Linked DNA regions of Drosophila melanogaster: regions 1, 3 and 4 are each linked to region 2. A link is a contact called in public Hi-C and targeted proximity ligation data. All regions are on one chromosome and are shown on one strand. The core of a region is the stretch at or near the end of the contact, and the rest is flanking DNA. Distances in the headings are between cores, read along the strand shown. Region 1 holds the start of Pih1D1 (PIH1 domain containing 1). Region 2 holds the start of Vha68-2 (Vacuolar H[+] ATPase 68 kDa subunit 2). Region 3 holds the start of Sirt1 (Sirtuin 1). Region 4 holds the start of kek1 (kekkon 1).

What was found. A called contact is a pair of places that touch in the nucleus more often than the background predicts.
Region 1: a contact with region 2 is called in a targeted proximity ligation map of the Kc167 cell line, with 9 times the contacts expected there. A contact is called at or near these places in 9 of 107 Hi-C or Micro-C datasets (the D17-c3 cell line, the Kc167 cell line, the S2 cell line and 2 more) and 5 of 7 datasets of targeted methods (the Kc167 cell line and the S2 cell line).
Region 3: a contact with region 2 is called in a Hi-C map of the Kc167 cell line, with 2.0 times the contacts expected there. A contact is called at or near these places in 6 of 107 Hi-C or Micro-C datasets (the D17-c3 cell line, the Kc167 cell line, the OSC cell line and 2 more) and 2 of 7 datasets of targeted methods (both in the Kc167 cell line).
Region 4: a Hi-C map of the Kc167 cell line shows a contact between it and region 2, with 7 times the contacts expected there. A contact is called at or near these places in 20 of 107 Hi-C or Micro-C datasets (the Clone 8 cell line, the Kc167 cell line, the ML-DmBG3-c2 cell line and 8 more) and 4 of 7 datasets of targeted methods (the Kc167 cell line and the S2 cell line).

Annotation. Positions count from the first base shown.
Region 1 is chr2L:12,720,441-12,723,564 of dm6, reverse strand. Pih1D1 (PIH1 domain containing 1) reads left to right here and starts at 1,722. Exons shown (of 5, transcript NM_135746.5): 1 at 1,722-1,912; 2 at 2,003-2,114. The coding sequence starts at 1,844. It overlaps MRP (Multidrug-Resistance like Protein 1), which reads right to left. Exons shown (of 13, transcript NM_001316390.1): 2 at 1,081-1,210; 3 at 1-1,006. The coding sequence starts at 1,134.
Region 2 is chr2L:12,972,998-12,975,917 of dm6, reverse strand. Vha68-2 (Vacuolar H[+] ATPase 68 kDa subunit 2) reads right to left here and starts at 1,596. Exons shown (of 5, transcript NM_001273496.1): 1 at 1,475-1,596; 2 at 206-304. The coding sequence starts at 281.
Region 3 is chr2L:13,163,968-13,167,071 of dm6, reverse strand. It overlaps Sirt1 (Sirtuin 1), which reads right to left and starts at 1,508. Exons shown (of 2, transcript NM_058003.4): 1 at 1-1,508. The coding sequence starts at 1,081. DnaJ-H (DnaJ homolog) reads left to right here and starts at 1,000. Exons shown (of 4, transcript NM_165025.2): 1 at 1,000-1,596; 2 at 2,149-2,247; 3 at 2,310-2,756; 4 at 2,869-3,104. The coding sequence starts at 2,179.
Region 4 is chr2L:12,821,529-12,824,228 of dm6, reverse strand. kek1 (kekkon 1) reads left to right here and starts at 1,442. Exons shown (of 1, transcript NM_078835.3): 1 at 1,442-2,700. The coding sequence starts at 2,569.

The DNA of each region.
Region 1 (3,124 bases), core at 473-2,972, 250 kb after region 2:
GGACTTGGGGCTGGGCAAATGTCAGGGTGTCGGTGAACAGCTTCATTAGGGCGCCGAACAGAAAGACGCCTCCGAAGGACTTGTAAATTGGCGGCATAATACTGGCCATGCCCTTCTTGCGGCCATTCTTCTCACCGTGGGGATTCTCAAAGGTCACGTTGCCATTGCTAAACTGCGCCTTGGGTTCTACGCGCGCCTTGTTCTTGTAGTTCTTGCGCACGTTCTGGTTCCAGTGGTGGGCGAAGATGGGCATGACCTCGGAGCAGCTGTCCTGCGGCCTCAGGTCCCACAGATCCTTCTCCTCCAGCGGGTTGCGATAGCCCTTGAGGGCCATTTTGTCGAACCACTGATAGGTGATGCGGGAAAGGAAACTGGCTGACAGTTCGGGAATCTCGTTCTCACCCCTCTGGTACTTGGTTTGTCTGGGCATTCCGTCCGCGAAGCAGTTCAGGATCAGCATAATGCTGGTGAAGGTGAAGAAGATAAAGAAGCTAACGAACTGATACTCCTCCCAGGAAAAGTCCTGCTCGGATGGCTGTTGCGAATTCAGAATCTTCTGGCGCTCCGCGTCCAGTCGAACTTCAGTGCGGCAGCGGGGAATCGACAGCACAGTGAGCAGGAACCAGAAGATGAACTGACATCCCGTGGTCTGCACGCCATACTTTCGATTCAGCGGGATGAATATGAAGAGCAACAGGAAGGTGGCGAACTTGATGATGGGACCCCAAACATCCAGGTCGTAGAGCGGCAGCTCAGAGTCGCCGCCCTTCTTGACCAGCGCCATAATTAGGTCCAGGGCAGTGATTACCAGCAGACCCAGATTCACCAGAGCTTTGCTCACGTTCAGCTTGTTCCACGGTATATTCCTGTCCAAACTCGCCTTCAGGTAGTAAAAGTCAAAGATCACGAACGCCCAGTAGAAGGCGCAGGGTGTCCAGACCAGCGCCGTTTGCTCAAAGCAGGGCGTAAAGTCCGGATCGTTGGTATACCATGTCTCTGTTGCGTTCTGTTCGTTGGACACACGGAAACCATACATTTACACTATGCATTCGGATTGAACACCACTGCTGATGCACTCACCCAGAACGTGGATCCGCAGAATCTGTCCATCGGCGAACTAGTGTCATCCGCCATGGTTACTCGACTGCTCGGCAACCTCCTCCACGTGCAATTGGGCTATATGCGTATGCTATATCGGGCGATGTGGTAACTGTAAAGCGGCAAGGAAATAAACGGATCTATATTTTCGGGCCAACAGCTGTTCCTTCCCAAGCCGCACAACTACAACAACCGCTAATCGTGACAGTGGGAAGTTGATTGCTAGTATTTTTCTGGTATTTCGCGGGCACAGTGGGTGTCGGATGGAAAATGAGTGTATAATTCTGCACTGCGTGTTATTTTAATTGTTTATATTGATTTAAGTGAAACTTGTAATTTTTGTACATAAATTATTAAAATACATTTGCTTGGAAAACTTAGTAGAAGCAAGTAGAAATCAATTGCATTTGCAACAGCAAAAATACAAATGAATTTCTTAAATTTGGATTAAGCTTTTAAAGTTTCATATAGAAATTCATAGCAATTATTCTCGAAAATTCTTGTCATTTACTTTTTATTAATGAGCACCCTGTACAGGGAAAACGCCTATCTAGTATTTTTAGCCTATCGCATGGCATTAAATGTTTTTCCACCGGCGTTCACACTGTCACATTAGTTTTCATTTCAATCGAGTTGACAGCTCCATTCTGGCAAATAAAATTTGCGTTTTTCGCTCGTCGCTCAGCGCAAAAATAGCATTTGCATTGGATTAACTCGTAACTGGCAATTGAAATCGTGCAGCAAAATGTCGCGTCGTTCCAATTTCATTGAGGGCAACGACAATTTTCGCGACCAGAACCTGCGCTTTGTGCGGGTAAGCAAAACTTGAGAAATTCGATGTGAGGAACTATCTGCGCCACTAAAGATGAACTTGTTTTTTTTTTTTTTCATTTTCTAAATGCAGAACGAGTTTGAGGACAATATTAACCAGTACTTTGGAGGCGCCGATCCGGAGGGCAGCGGCCCGCAGCAGAAACCGCCGCCGCGAGACTCGCTGATTGTCCAGCCGACCGCAGGTAAGTGGCGTCCATTGCAACAGCCGGAGCTTCACATGGCACAGCAATCGCTGCCGGTGGCGCGGAGAATCTAACCGGAGATTACAGCCAGCTAGTAGTAGGCATGACTCTGGGTTTATGGTCTACTTAGCACTTGTGTGTGCACAGTAATCTCTGCGAGCGCGGAACCATGTCAACCTGATAAACATCTCACGTCGACGTCGATTGCGCGTAATCGCTCGGGGTGGTACAGTGAACCCGCGATAAGGCGAACAAACGCACGCGAATGGAACACGTCATAGGACAGAAAAACCCATCCTAACGAATCTTCGACAAGACTTTAAAAACCAATTACGAATATTGAAAACATATCCGAATTACTTGTATTTAAAATTGAATCAATTGCTCTAAATTTTTTAATTAATTCCGTAAGTTAACTATAGTTTGTGCACACTTTTTGTATATTCAAATTTCCAATCTTTTAATGGTTATTAATTAGTATTTTGCACTTAACTATTGGATAATTCGTCAAAACAAAGGCAAAAAATCAATTATCCAAACAAATCAGTTTAATTCCTATGCACACTATTATTTGACAAACTATCTATCGTATTGAAACAAAAAGAGGGTTGAGCGGGTAGTTAGTACGAAGTTTTGTAATCTAGCCGTCGTTATTGTGCGCTACGGCAGTTAAGTGTTTACATGTCCAGGGCCACTTGGAGGAAGGTCTAATCGCGCCCACTTGAAACGATAGTTTATAGTCCAGCGAGATTGTACAATGCCAATGACAAATGAGCGACTAAAACGTGTTTCCCCGCCTCGAAGAAGAACTAATTTACACAGAGATACACACAACTAAAAAGAAGGAATGAGAAACTTTAAGCGAATCTTGAACGGAGCTCATAAAAGGTATTGGGCTAGTCACATTTTATGGGCGCCAAAAACTTGTTTGCCCCGTACACGCATGTGTTTTAAGCCATTTGACTTTAGATAAAATTCTAACACATCTGAAACGAGTATTTTCAGTTCGA
Region 2 (2,920 bases), core at 347-2,846:
ATAATGAAACCAAAATGTTTGAGTTGTTTGAATATTAATCACAAATAGGTGGACACATTTCTAAAGTTGCCATTATTTCACACAGAAGTGTAAGTTCTAGACTAATCATCAAAGTAAGGTTTCCAGTTCACAGGTATTATTAACTTATTTTTATTAACTTTTAGATAGCATGAGTTATGGTTAGTCAGTATAGTTAGGTGCTTACCAGGACCGGAGACAGCGAAGACACGTCCATATTTGGACTCACGCTCCTCATCATCGAAACGCTTAAGGTTGGACATTTTGCTTTATTCTGTTTTTTCGACTGCAATGGAGGGAAAATAGAAGAGGAAAATTGTTAAATGCTGGCTGCAAAAGGGCGAAGATAAAGGTGAACATTTTCTTATCACTAATTTCTTGCTCAGCCCTCTGTCAGCTGACAAGGGGCAGGTGTATCTGCTACATTTACAGGTTAAGTTTTTGTAGAGCCCACAGCTCCCAAATTTTTCGATTATAGGTTATAAAGTTGTAGGTTAGCAGCTAATAATTTCGATTGATTTAATTATTTTTTTTTTAACTCCCCCTCTTTGATTATGCTGCGTAAAACTTTAAAAGCAGAGCTTTCGTTTCACGTGACAGAGCTTTGAAAGTTCGAAGAGAGCAATTTGTCAAACTAATCGCTAAATAAATAAAATAAGAGCTGTGAAAAAACAACCACAGGTTGACAAATTCAACGGAGGAATGTAACTGAAATGCATGTTTTTCAAAATATGCGGGTTTTCATAATTATCAGCAAAGAAAAACAAGAGAGGGTGGAGTGGGAGAGCAACTCTCCGCTCTGGCTCTCTCGCTCTCCATTCGAGTTCGAATATTTGACAATTGCTTTTGACGTTGATCACAAGACTACTGTCATTGCCGTCAGCTGACAAATGAAAAAAAAGTGGGTAAGGGAAATGGTAAAAATCTTTGGGCCGCCTTTTTTACGTCGCTCGTTCTCCATATTGGTTTTTCATTATCGGAATACGAATAACTCCCACTTCTGTTTCGAGTTTCGAAATGGGAGAGCAAGCGAGCGCAAGAGCGGCGGCGATCACAAGACCCGCGGTGCGACAGGGATGGAGCGAACACGGGGAAGGGGGTCAGCTGACAAGGCAAAATAATTTTCCACGCGCAAATTTTCACGTTTTCATACCGCACTTTTTCAAGCTCCTTGGAAAACTAATTGATATTCGGCTTTTTTAGGGATTATTTTACTCAAGTGTGGACTTGTGCTGCACTTATTATCTAACACACTTGCAGTCTGTGTGCGTGTTTTCGCTCTGCGCTTTGATCGCTGCTTCGTCACTTTTTCGGGGCGAATTCAAGACGGATTTCAATGCCGCTTTCTTTCGCTAATTGTTTAAATCGCCCAGAACCGTCTTCCAGCCATTCCATTATTTATTGTTACTTATTTGCTTTGGGTGGGTGTGTGTGTTGGTGGGGGGGAAGGGCTTACTTTGCTGTGTCTTCGCGTTCACCTTGCGAACGTGTGATTGCTGCTTTTCTCCAACAGAACGAACTAAAACCGACTGAGCCGCAGAAATAAAACGTCGACGCTCGCACTTCGAAAAGCTCTCTACCGCGATTCGATTTCGATTTCGACCCGTGTGATCGCGAGCTTTCCGCGGCGAGCTTGCAAGCGAAGTTGTGAGCTGATATCGAGTGCGAGCGAAGCTTTCGCCAATCGATGTGCGGAAGCGAGATGGAGCGAAAGAGAGCTAAAGAGCGGGTGGGGTCACACTGGCTTAAAGAAGTTCGTGGGTTGATTCTGAAGTTTTGGGAGTAAACGGGATCTTTTCAAAGTTGCTAATATCCAATTATTTTAAGTCCATTTTAAGTCCTCGATGATCAATCGGTCCAAATTAAACAATCATTTTCTTAGCTGCTTATAAAATCAATAATTAATTTGACACTGTATAAACGAGGAATATATAGCTTAAATACAAAACCTGCCATTGTATAGTGTTAAGTGCTCTCAATAAAAATGGCAATCAATTAGATTCCCATTTAAATGTCCAAAAAATGCAATTTTAAACTAATCAATTGTGGAAATTGGCCGGTGCGAGGGTAGACTAATAAGTTCACTAAAGCGCAACAACACGCCGTTAGCAATTATTTTAAAATGTTTATTTATCGTCGTTTCCCCTTTTTTTTTTATTACCATTTTAAGTAAAAAAAAGAAACTGACAGCGGTGGCAAAAACTTTGATTAAAATCCGCATCGTAAAAAGGTATTTGCCAATGATTTAAGTTTTTGCTGCCCTGCCCCTTTGTTTTTTATCCATTATTCTATCTTCCGTTCTTCTAGTTAGGATTCCACGCTTTCCCCACTTTTTTTTTGTGCTGTAGTAATCAATGAGAATGGAGCAGCGAAAAAGTTAAGATTAACCCGATCAGATTGTTTTTATGCTCTTGCGAATATACTTTTTTAACATAAAATAAATAGCACAATATGCAGCGATTATCAGATTTCTTTAAGTGGATTCTCCTTATTTAAAGAGGAAAACGAATGTGCTAATTGAAAATATTGAGAAATTCGCATAACCAAACTATATGTTTATAAGAAGTTTAATGTTTATATAACTTAACCATTTAATTTGTTTTTTATTATATTATTATCTTAGATATTTTACATGTGAGTGTAACAACATAATTGTACTTCTTTTAAATCATAATATGGCTAGAAAACCTCATTTAAATATTTTAGTTCTTGAGTCCATGCTAGTTTTTTTTTCAGTGTCGCTGCACTCAGCTTGATTTAGCTAAATTTTCGGATTGCAGTCAGCAAAAGTGGCAACTACAACGCAAAGCCATGCTAACATAGAAGTCGAACAGCGAAAGCCTCTATGTTCCCGAGATGCGAAGGATACGAAGGACACGCCAGGGGCAGAGGGTAGGTGTGT
Region 3 (3,104 bases), core at 259-2,758, 190 kb before region 2:
GAATTCGCTGGGCAAATATGTCCGCCCGCAGGGCGTCAGCGTTGCACTTGAAACGACACTTGGTGCACGAGGCCGTTGAAAAGGAGCCGTGACACTCGATTACTCGCTGAATGCCTGCCACCCGCTCGAGGGTGTCGATGTTCTGTGTGTAGTTGCGCAACAGTTTGCCCTTGGTCTCCAGCATTTTGATGAAACGATGGCAGGGTGAGGGCTGAAACTCGCCGGGATATATCTCGCGGGCAAACTTGTAGAACGGTCGTGGATCCCTCTTGAAGTAGTTGATATCAAACATGGCCTGCGGATCGGGCAGATCGGGAAAATCATGGGCCAATCGCGCATATATGCCATTGGTGGACCGGAAGTCCGGAATGCCGCAGGAGACGGATACTCCGGCTCCCGTTAGCACAATGATCTTCTGTGATTTCTTGACCAAACTGATGACATCGTCGAAGGTGTTCACTGAGGCCAGCTTGTTGCGCCGCTTCGGCTCGTTCAACAGGTGGGCCAAATAGTCCCACAGCACGGAGTCGTCGGTGTCGCCCGCCAGGCCGGTGGCGAAATGCGGCATAATGCTGGCAATAACCTGGCGCGGCACACGACCTGTGTAAAATTCTCGTTGCAACCAGCGCAGCTTCCAGTCGGGTTCCACGGATGAGGAGCAATTTGAGCTGGAGTCCTCATCCTCGTTGCTCGTTCCGGTGATTCCCTCCTCGTCGTCCTCCTCCTCCTCCTCATCGTCCTCTTCCTCCTCCTCCTCGTCATCTTCATCCTCGCCCATTGACTTTGTGGGATTTTTGGTTTTATGCTCCAAATTGGCGCCAATCTCTTGTTCTTCCCTGGCAGCCAATGTTTTTGTTTTGATTTCACCATTTGCTTTGCCAGCAAGTTCGCTTGTTGCTGGTTCTGTGGTTGTTGCTGTTGCTTCTGCCTCTGCCTCTGCCTCTGTTGACGTTGAGGCCAGAATTTCCGCGCCAAAATCAAACTTAGTTGGCGGATAGAATTGCGTAGTGTCTGGCACCTGGTTGCCCAGATCTTTAGACCTAATGTGGCCCAGGCGAATTTCCTCGTAATTTTCCATCATTTTTTCCGAACCCAAGCGCGCGCACACGCGCACACACACAGACTCACGGAGAGAAAACTCTCGTAGTTGGTGCTGTTGCTGGCTCTTCTTCTTCTTGCGCGAGTGTTTCCTCGGTCTCTCCGCTTTGCGCTCTCGCCTCGTCCGTTTTCTCCGCTCTTTCGTTGGTACACACAAAAATTTTTACGTCGTCAGCTTCGCACCCATTTGGCTTGATTGAAAAAATTCTCCAGCGATCGTTTGGCCGCGATTTTTTCAACCAACCCGACTTTATTTCACGTATATGCACGAAACTTAAATTTTAAAAAAATTTCGACACCATTTGGTTGCGATTTTTTCGTAATTTTCGAGCGTAGTTTCTGGAAAATTTTCCGATGAAAAAAGCAAGATGGCACACGTAGCTGCGCCTGTGTGTGTATGTGGGCTGGCAGACGTGATTCGGGTGGGACCCTGACACGTCGTGTGGAAAGTGCTAACGCGTTTCTGCATGGAAAGTGCCGCCAGCATGACTCATCACGGTATGTTTTTAGTATTTTTTGGGATTTTTGAGGGTGATTACGTGTTGCTACAGTGGCCACTGCCTTATGTCATATCTAATTTAATCCATTTCTTTAAAAACTGTTTAAAATATATCAATAATTTGTCAAAAAGTTAGTAAAATTAATTTTAAATTATGCTTCGAACTTTAATTTTAGCACTCTTTTACTTATCAAATTTACTCGATATTTAAACAATTAAGTAAAAATAATTTTTTTGTCCAATATTTACACATTTCATAGTAGTATTATAAATTGATGTATTGATAATATGCAGTTCATATGTCCAAAAACTTCCATCAAGCTGTTAAATACAAAAATGTGTAAACAGATTTCCAGAACGTTCCAGCAAGTGTCTACTGTTCCCCAAAAAAGCTGCGATTTTAAGTATTTATTTGGTACTTTCCCCAAAATTATAGGTTTTTGGTAGAACTTGGGCATACTTGTTAGCCAATATGACTTGAAAATATTGTCATAAATACATTGTTAAATAATTTAATAAGTCGTACACTTACAATGTACAAAATATTTTAGTTTGTAGGGGGACTGGGGATGCAATAGGAAATGGACAACCTAAATTTATACGACGTTCTTAAAGTGGCTCCGGATGCAACTGATGAGGAAATAAAAAAGGTATGTAACAGTTCCAATTCGATATGTTGGTAAATAGTTTGTATTCACCTTTTCACCAATAGAACTACCGAAAATTGGCAAAAGAGTTCCATCCAGACAAGAATCCCGATGCGGGCGACAAGTTTAAAGAAATATCCTTCGCCTACGAAGTGCTGTCCGATCCCGAGAAGCGGCGCATCTACGACCGATATGGATTGAAGGGCCTGCAAGAGGGCGCCGAGGGATTCTCTGATGCCTCCGAATTCTTCGCCCAGTGGTTCCCCTTCGATCGAGTCTCGTCCGAAGGTCGGGGCAGGCGCAATGGCAAAGTCGTGGTAAAAGTGGAGCTGACCCTGGAGGAGATCTACGTCGGCGGCATGAAGAAGAAGGTGGAGTACAATCGCCAGAAGCTGTGCTCCAAGTGTAACGGCGATGGCGGTCCCAAGGAAGCGCACGAGAGCTGCGAGACCTGCGGCGGAGCTGGACGAGCGGCCGCATTTACCTTCATGGGTCTCAGCCCCTTCGATACGGTATGTAAGAATTGATTGTAGTTGTAGTGAATGCACACCGCGGACCACACATCCGTGGAGATCCCATATACCACACTTCGGAGCAGATTATTTAAATTATTTTTTTTTGCAGACCTGTCCGACTTGCGATGGCAGGGGCTTCACCATAAGGGACGACAAGAAGTGCAGTCCCTGCCAGGGCAGTGGTTTCGTAGAGCAGAAGATGAAGCGGGACCTGGTTGTGGAGCGAGGAGCACCGCACATGCTAAAAGTTCCCTTCGCAAATGAGGGCCACCAAATGCGAGGCGGCGAATTTGGGGATCTGATTGTAGTCATCTCCCAGATGGAACATCCAATCTTTCAGCGCCG
Region 4 (2,700 bases), core at 193-2,692, 150 kb after region 2:
TGCGACCGGATCGGTCGACATGAGAGCTCTTTCACTATGCAAACCGATCTTGAATGAACGAGCCGGCCATAAAATCATCACATTGTGAAATTTGTGCACAGTGTGCACTGCACACCATGCAGCTCCAGCCAATTCATTCAGTTTAGCTTCAGTATCTCGTATCTGGCGGAAGTGACTCATTCGGTCAAGACTGAAATTACGCCGCACTCGACTGGCAAAGCCAGGCAAAGAAAAGACAAGCGAAGCGAAGTCGCCTTTTTTCAGCTACTCATTCGTCTTGCCGGCTGCAAGCTTAGCAGTTCTTTTTGTTGTTTAGCACTGAAAAAATGTATGGTAAACTGTGATTTCAACTCACAACTTTTAAATTAAGTCAATGGAATATTCAAGCATGAAAAGACATATATATATTGTTACAAATGTGTAATAAATGTGGTATGTATGATATTATAATACAAACTAAAATTTATAATACATTTATTAAATTATTTATTTATTTAAAATAAGCGAAACCTATTTTTACGAATATGATGGAAGGAACTTGAAGTATCATTAATTTTAGCAAGTTGCTATTATTTTCTTTTCGTGTACTGCTTTCTTTTAATTTGACTTCTTTTTTGGGTCTGTTTTTGTTTTTGATTGACTGTAGGTGCGGAGGTGAAGCGGGGGCCTCGATGAATGGGAATAAGGAATGGGAATGGCGAGTTAGGAACACCCAAAGTACATTCAAACACTGTAAACAGACTCCACAAATTTGTAAAACATTTTCAAGACGTGTTAGTTAGTCGGAAAGGTATCTTCTTTGGGAAAATAAAGAATTTCGAAAGCTGATTAGAATTCTATATGGTGGTAAATTAATGTTATTTATGACTTAGCTGTCAAAATGCTTAAAAACAAAAAAACAATTGCATTTCCAAGTATTTTAAGCTCGACGAGGCCACAATATAAATTGTGTTCTTGGCGGATAAGAGTTGGGCCTTTGTACGTTTAATCAAAGTCTGCATTCTTCATAAATTTTCTACTTCAAGGAATTCCTTATTATTACCGCAACCACAGCTAATATTATTATAAAGTACAACAAAACAGGTCGGGCCAATTAAATGCGATTTAATGATGTCATGCGATCGGCCCACGGATGTTTATTTATACCGCATAAATCCTTGTTTATACTGCGCGAAGCCAATTCGAGATTTTTACAACGGAGGCGTGTGTAATATAATCCTTTCAACCGATTCGGCAGTCCCCACATGTTGCATGCGAATGTTGCGAAACGGTTGCGGCAACACACGACCATTCTCTCTGTCTGCTTTCTCCGTTTTGTCCGCTCGCGAGCCGAGCGGCAGAAGAGCAACCGAAGTTACTTCGGCGGCGGCCGAGTGGCAAAGCGACTGCGGAGGCTTTGATTGAAATCGAAGAAGCTCAGTTCAGTTCAAGTCGATGTACGCTGCCGAGCGGTTGCGTCGTTCCCGCTGTAGCTGTCGCTGTCGTTGTGTGTGTAAGAGTGCCGCTGGAGTGTGTGTCTGTGTGTGAGAGTACCGCTAGCCAGGACACACCGTTATTTTGTGCAGTGAAAACAATTGCCAGTGTGTGCAATGGCAATGGGCACAATCAATGCCTAGATCACAACTCATCGCGCCGCCCTCGCTCCAAAAATCCAATTCAAACACCATCCCCTTTCGCGTGGACCGAGGTTCGCTCGTAGCGCAAACGAAAACGAAACCGAAAACGACGAAAAAACGCGATGCGAATTAAAGCTTTGCGTGGCAAAATGTGCTAACCGAAGCAACAAAACAAACCAACCATTAAAAAAAAAAGAAATAAGAAAATATACATACATATTATATATACACATGTATGAGCAGCACGTGAAGAGGAAAAAATCCAGAATAGCTGAAGGAAAATTGCGTAGAAAAAGAATAATAGAAAAAACAGCCAGGGAAATACGAATTTCGTTGGCCGAAAAATAAAAACGATTATCATCCAAACGAGTGTGCCAGTGTGTGTGTGTGTGCGAGTGAGAGAGCGCGCGTGTGTGTGCGGGAGCTAGCCCTATAAATAACATTGGGTCTGGGCGAGCGCTAATTACGGCAAAACATGAAAATCTTGGCGAAAACCGCAGCAACAACAAGTGAAGCCAAGGCGGCAATTAATCAATTTTCCGCTTGACCCATAAGGAAGTTTCCATATCATAATTAAAAGAGGGGCGCAGAAAAACGAAGGATACAATCGCACGAAAGTAAGAGCAAAAGGTCAACCCAACGAAACATATCCTTGAGTTACGCAAAAAGTAATGCAAAATCTATATAAATTTAAACGAGAACTGGAAACGTTTCCATATCAACACAGGACACATCAACTAGTTTAAATCAGAAACTAACTCAGATAAAAGAATAAAATATCATAAACAAATTAAAAAACTTACAAAAAGACCGATGTATTCGTGTGAAAATCGTTAACTCATCATATCATAACTAAAACAACTGAAACCCCCATGATATTGCTAATCGCAAATAAACACTGGGCTTTGGCCTAGAACGCTCAACTAGAAGACTTAAAGAAAAATCCAGGAAAATGCATATCAGGGAAGCAGTTTTCCTGGTCCTCACCCTGCTGCCTGGAATGATCCTGGGCACTCGCTACAATCAGCTGCATCTGTATGCCAATGGAGGAGCATCGTCATCGGGCCCTGGAGGCTACAGGCCC